Regions from separate parts of the Mus musculus genome. Here region 1 is linked to region 2. Evidence: chromatin contacts called from public Hi-C data. All regions are on one chromosome and are shown on one strand. Each heading gives the region's core, a stretch centred on a gene start, on an enhancer-like site or on the middle of the called end of the contact. The rest is flanking DNA. Distances are from core to core; before and after follow the strand shown.

Region 1 (3,355 bases), core at 443-2,942, 46 kb after region 2:
CCCATCTTCCACCAGTTCCTTCTCTCCATCCATCCAGATGTCTATTTTAGTTTAGCATACTCCTTTGGGAAGTCTCTCCTCCAAGAAGAAAGGGAGGTGCCTTAGAGGGATTGGCAGTGAGAAGGAAGGACTGGGAGGAGAGGGGTAGGAGAATTACCAATCAGAATGTAAAGTAAATAAATAAACTACAGAACAAAAAAAACAGTGGAATAATACCAAAAATAAGAAGATAAATCCACTCGTAGTTTGATAATTGTTTTCTGCCAGTGTTAATCTTCTCAACTTGGAAATAATGAATTGTTGAACAGAGGCTGTGCTTACACATGAATGTACACATGAGAAGATATGTATTATTCCTTTATACCACACATGGAAATTAGCTTAATAAAGATGCATAATAGCGAAGAAAACTTAATACCATGAAATTCTCACTATATTTGGTGAAATCATCATGACTTTCCCCTGAGAGTCTCTCCATAGAGGTCGCACTGCCCTGGTGCCTGTGGTGAGAGGAGTGTTGTGCCTACACTGTGGCGAGCCAATCCCTCAGAGCATCACTGTTTTACACCCAAGTAAAAGGGTTTTCATGACTCCTGTTTGAAGCATTAAGTGATTAGAATCTCCATTAAAAAGACACTGCCTTACATGGTCATTATATCCTGACTCACACAATACCAGGACTTAGTCCATCAGTCTCTCCAGGGACCGTGATGAAAGATGCAATTCTTAGGCTCCATACCCATTGGTTCCCAGAAAAGCAGCCCCCCTGACCATTGTGCCTGGAGTAAAGTAATCTGACCCTCATTATTGGAGTCAACGAGTTTTTAGAGGTCAGGTGCTCTTCATCTTCTATCTTGTGTCCAGATGTCTGTGCAAAAGCCAGGCTTAGAAATAAAAGCCATCCTGTCTTAGAAACGTTGCTTAAAAGAACAGAAACCTCCTAGTGAATATCTAACACAGTGAGTGTTTCCTATTTTGACAGGGACAGTGGCTGGCTTATTAGATGATTGGAGTCCTACAGCAGGGCTCAGGACTTGTCAGTCAAGACTCCTAAACTCTCAGATCCATGGACTCAAAGCAATATAGAGTTGATTTGAGACCTGGCATGTCCTTTCCAACAAAATGTGTCCTTTAGGGAGTGGCCCATTTCTGTGTGACCTCTAGCACTCTCTGTCACTGTGTGTTCTGCTTAGCTTCACTTCTTTTTTTTTTTTTTTCTTGAGACAGGGTTTCTCTGTGTAGCCCTGGCTGTCCTGGAACTCACTCTGTAGACCAGGCTGGCCTCGAACTCAGAAATCCACCTGCCTCTACCTCTGGAGTGCTGGGATTAAAGGTGTGCGCAACCATGCCTGGCTTAGCTTCACTTTTTATGCTGTATAAATGACCATGTGGTGGTTGTAGAGGCCCCTTTAAGGCAGCCTCTTACTTTTTCTGAATTATCACAATCTAAAGCCTTTTTTCATAACTCATTGAAAACTGTTTCTGTAATAGAGGTCATGATCTTTCCTGAGCATATTTCATAACCGTTTTTTTATCTGCAGACCATATGAAAGATATTTAAGACAGTACAGCTAACTAATTATTTCTCTTTTAAGTAAATCATTAACCTGAATTTAACGTCACTTGCAAACATGCAAATCCATGTGTCCACTGCAGTAGGTCTTGTGCCTCTCTTTTTTAACCAGCTCTATTAGAAAATCTTGCAGTCATAGTGACAGGATTACTCTGGGCTCTGATTTTACCATGGCTCCTGTAGCCTTTCCCACCTCCTTTTTTCTCTGTCTGCTTCTGGCCTCTGGCTTGGCCCAGGCAGGCAGGCTGCTGGTGGTGCCCATGGATGGAAGCCACTGGTTCACCATGCAGATGGTTGTGGAGAAACTCATTCACAGAGGGCATGAGGTTGTGGTAGTCATCCCAGAGGTGAGTTGGCAGCTGGGGAAATCACTGAATTGTACAGTGAAGACTTACTCAATTTCTCACACTCTGGAAGACCTGGACAGAGAGTTCAAGTATTTATCTTACACTCAATGGAAAACTCCAGAACACAGTATACGTTCTTTCTTGACTGGTTCAGCCAGAGGTTTCTTTGAACTAACATTTTCACACTGCAGGAGTTTGTTTAACGACAAGAAGTTAGTGGAGTACTTGAAGCAGAGATTTTTTGATGCAGTGTTTCTGGATCCTTTCGATGTGTGTGGATTAATTGTCGCCAAATATTTCTCGCTCCCATCAGTGATCTTTGCAAGAGGTGTATTTTGTGACTATCTTGAAGAGGGTGCCCAGTGCCCAAGTCTTCCTTCCTATGTTCCTAGACTTTTCTCAAAATACACAGACACCATGACTTTCAAGGAGAGAGTGTGGAACCATCTTATCTACATTGAAGAACATGCATTTTGCTCCTACTTTTTAAGAACTGCTGTTGAAGTTGCATCTGAAATTCTTCAGACCCCAGTGACTATGACAGACCTCTTTAGCCCAGTGTCTATTTGGTTGTTACGCACTGACTTTGTGTTGGAGTTCCCCAGGCCTGTGATGCCTAACATGGTCTTTATTGGTGGGATCAACTGCCTCCAGAAGAAGTCACTTTCCAAGGTATGCTATATGTTCTTTAGCACATGAAGATAGCCCTAGTGTTAGACAATATAAAAGGAAATTCTTTACTGATCTGTGATTTATTGTTTTTGTTATTATGTATGTAATTTCTTTTGGGTTAGAGAATTGTTTTGTGCCAATTTACTAATTAGGAGAATAATTCTATATAGGTGACATTGATATGAGTATGTACAGCTGTGGCATAATTGTATATAAATTCCAAAGTACAATCTAATTTTCAATATACATGTATGCCTTCATAATGTATGTGTAGGTCATGAAATTAGTAAGGCGAGATGAAAAAAATAGAAACAAAGACAGTAATGATAGACATGTTACATCAACACAGAATGATCACTATTCAGGGGCAGGAAGAGCTGCGCATTCCAGGGTCTGTCTCCCTGAAATGTCTTGCTGTGGGTCTCTGTGTTTGTTCCCATCTGCTGCAAGAGAAAACAGCTGTGCTGATGGCTGAATAAGATCCTGACTATGAGTCCAGCAGTACACCAGTGGGAGTCATTTTATTGTCATCTCTTTTTAAACATTCCCAAAGTATTTGTTTTTGCCTTGGCTCTTGAGGCTATCTAGACCTAAGCAGTGTTAGAAGTGAGTTCCATCTCATGGAGTGGGCCTTAAGTGAAATCAGACATTGGTTGGTTAATCTCACAAGGTTTGTACCTCCATTGCTCTAACATATTTTATAATCAAGACAGATTGTAGGTCAATCATATTGTGGTTGGGTTTGCTATCCTGCAGCATACCT
Region 2 (3,468 bases), core at 429-2,928:
GGACAATGTCAAACATTACAGCTGGACGCCAGGACCAGATACAGCAAGTTGTGAATCACAGCCTAGTCCCCCTTCTTGTTGGTGTCCTCTCTAAGGCAGACATTAAGACACAGAAGGAGGCCGTGTGGGCTATAACCAACTATACCAGCGGTGGGACTGTTGAGCAGATTGTATATCTCATTCATTGTGGGATAACAGAACCTTTGATGAACCTCCTGAGTGCAAAAGATACCAAGATTATTCAGGTTATTCTTGATGCCACATCAAATATCTTTCAGGCTGCAGAGAAACTATGTGTGACAGAAAAGCTCAGTATAATGATTGAAGAGTGTGGAGGATTGGATAAAATTGAAGCACTACAGAGCCATGAAAATGAGTCTGTATACAAGGCCTCATTGAACTTAATTAAGAAGTACTTCTCAGTGGAGGAAGATCAAAATGTGTTGCCAGAAACTACCTCTGAAGGCTTTGCCTTCCAAGTTCAGGATGGAGCTCCCGGGACCTTTAACTTCTAATGTCCAGCCAAGGCACAAAATAGCTATGTGCTGTGCTATTCTATGTTCTCATAGATTTGTCTTACTGTTTTCTCTACTAAGAACTCTTTTTAAATGTGGTTTGTTATTGTCGCACTTTTTACAAAAGAAACTATACTTGAACAGTTATAAACTGTACATACTCTATGAAGCTGTCCTCTGAATTTATTTCTATTTGGAATTTCATACCCTGTCATGTCCTGTAAATAAAGATTAAAGTTCCATTCTTTAAAAAAAAGACACTGCCTTACATAGTCATTATATCCTGCCTCACTCAATACCAGGACTAAGTCCATCAGTCTCTCCAGGAACTGTGATGAAAGATGCAAGTCCTAGGCTTCAGGCCCATTGGTTCCTAGAAGAGCACCTCTCTCCAACCCTCCCACACACCCTCGCCCCCACCCCCAGCCATGGTGCCTGGAGTAAAGTAATCTGACCCTCATCATTGGAGTCAACGAGTTTTTAGAGGTCAGGTGCTCTTCATCTTCTATCTTGTGTCCAGATGTCTGTCCAAAAGCCAGGCTTAGAAATAAAAGCCATCCTGTCTTAGAAACGTTGCTTAAAAGAACAAAAGCCTCCTAGTGAATATCTAAAACAGTGAGTGTTTCCTATTTTGACAGGGACAGTGGCTGGCTTATTAGATGACTGGAGTCCTACAGCAGGGCAGAGTCCCAAGGCTCAGTACCTGTCAGTCAAGACTCCTAAACTCTCAGATCCATGAACTCAAAGCAACTTAGAATTGATTTGAGACCTGAGAAGTCCTTTAAAACAAAATGTGTCCTTTAGGGAGTATCCTGCTTCTGTGTGACCTCTAGCACTCTCTACCTCTACTTGGTGACTCTCACTGTCTCTCCTGCTGAGCTTCAGTTCCTATGCTGTATAAATGACCGTGTGGTAGTTGAAGAGACCCCTTTAAGGCAGCCTCTTACTTTTTCGGAATTGTCAACACCTAAAATATTGTTTCATGACTCATTCCAAACTGTTTCTGAAATAGAAGTCATGATATTTCCTAAGCAAAGATCATAACCATTTTTTACCTGGAGAGCATATGAAAGATATTTCTGTCAGTGCAGTTAAGTATTGCTCTTTTGAGTAAATCATTAACACTGAATTTAACGTCACTTGCAAACATGCAAATACATGTGTACACTGCAGAAGGTCTTGTGTTTCTAACTATTAGAAAATCCTACAGTCATAGCAACTGGATTACTCTGGGCTCTGATTTTTAACATGACTCCTGCAACCTTTCCTGCCTCCTTTCCTCTATGTCTGCTCCTGGCCTCAGGCTTGGTCCAGGCAGGCAGGCTGCTGGTGGTGCCCATGGATGGGAGCCACTGGTTTGACATGCAGATGGTTGTGGAGAAACTCATTCAGAGAGGGCATGAGGTGGTGGTAGTAATCCCAGAGGTGAGTTGGCGGCTGGGGAAATCCCTGAATTGTACAATGAAGACATACTCAATTTCTCACACTCTGGAGGACCTGGAGAGAGAGTTCAAGTATTTTACTTACACTCAATGGAAAACTCCAGAACAAAGTATACGTTCTTTCATGACAGGCTCAGCCAGTGGTTTCTTTAAACTGATGTTTTCACACTGTAGGAGTTTGTTTAACGACAAGAAGTTAGTGGAGTAATTGAAGCAGACTTCTTTTGATGCAGTGTTTCTGAATCCTTTTGATATGTGTGGCTTAACTATTGCCAAATATCTGTCACTCCCATCAGTGATCTTTGCAAGACTTTCATTTTGCTACTATCTTGAAGAGGGTGCCCAGTGTCCGAGTCTTCCTTCTTATGTTCCTGGACTTTTCTCAAAATACACAGGCACCATGACTTTCAAGGAGAGAGTGTGGAACCATCTTATCTACATTCAAGACGATGTATTTTGCCCCTATCTTTACAAAACTGCTGTTGAAATTGCCTCTGAAGTTCTGCAGACCCCAGTGACTATGACAGACCTCTTTTGCCCAGTGTCTATTTGGTTGTTATGCACTGACTTTGTGTTGGAGTTCCCCAGACCTGTGATGCCCAACATGGTCTTTGTTGGTGGGATGAACTGTCTCCAGGGGAAGCCACTTTCCAAGGTATGTTATATATGCTTTAGCACATGAGGAGAACTCTAGCTTTGGACAATATATAAAGAAATTCTTTACTGATTTGTGATTTACTGTTTGTATTCTTGTATATGCAATTTCTTTTGGGTTAGAGAATTGTTCTTTGCCAATTTCTAATTAGGAGAATAATTTCCATATAGGTGACTTATTGATATGGATGTGTACAGCTGTGAGATATTTATACATAAATTCCAAGGTACAATCAAATTTTGAATTTACTTTTATGATTCACATTGTGTGTGTAGGTCATGATTAGTAAGGGGAGAGGAAAGAAAACTTTCCTGAGTAGGAGCAAGGACAGTAATGATAGACATGCCACTTCAACACAGAAGCAGGACTATTCAGGGGCAGGAAGAGAACATGTGGAGGTAATGCTGGGCAGCTGGGGAGTGGAGAGAGCCAGAGGAAAGCACTGAACCTCTGAAAATGCCATAATGCCACCGGATCATTTGTATTCTAACCTAGAAGAGGAATTTAGAGAGATAACAACAACAACAAAAACAACAACAAGAACAAAACCCCTTCAAGCTGCATTTTAATGTTTTTGTAAACATTGACAAAACACTTCAAGCCTTGGAGCAGCATTCAGTATGTGTAGGTTATCCTCTATAGGAGTACTCATACAGATTGCCCAAACTTCAAAAGTTATTGATATGATACCTAGGATGTAATGTCTGTCAGTTTCTTGTTTTTAAGAACACACCAGATAAAACAGAAATTTACATTTCAGTGCTGGACAATTCAACAGAAAAATCAATGTGGCCCAAGACAAGGCACAAGAATCATACTATTCTCATATACCAGACTGTGGGAACCACTTGCTGAC

Evidence for each region. Hi-C and Micro-C count contacts between places; a contact is called where the count stands out from the background.
Region 1: a contact with region 2 is called in a Hi-C map of liver, with 8 times the contacts expected there. The contact joins the promoter of Ugt1a9 here to the enhancer-like site in region 2. A contact is called at or near these places in 4 of 39 promoter capture datasets (HPC-7-derived erythroid cells, liver, macrophages and 1 more), 3 of 484 Hi-C or Micro-C datasets (extraembryonic endoderm stem cells, liver and nephron progenitors), 2 of 115 datasets of contacts at active chromatin or transcription factors (hepatocytes and intestinal villus epithelium) and 3 of 9 other capture datasets (adipose tissue, liver and macrophages).

What each region holds. Positions count from the first base shown.
Region 1 is chr1:88,069,087-88,072,441 of GRCm38.p6, forward strand. Ugt1a9 (UDP glucuronosyltransferase 1 family, polypeptide A9) reads left to right here and starts at 1,693. Exons shown (of 5, transcript NM_201644.2): 1 at 1,693-2,592. The coding sequence starts at 1,744. All of the region lies in intron 1 of Ugt1a10 (UDP glycosyltransferase 1 family, polypeptide A10), which reads left to right.
Region 2 is chr1:88,023,448-88,026,915 of GRCm38.p6, forward strand. It overlaps the pseudogene Gm5832 and the pseudogene Gm15375. Among named protein-coding and RNA genes, the nearest start is that of Usp40, 17 kb to the left of the region's middle. Within about 2 kb of position 1,679, at least 3 of the 459 cell types and tissues checked have an H3K27ac peak or open chromatin away from gene starts, as enhancers often do. A contact at or near this core is called in hepatocytes and liver, where this site is marked.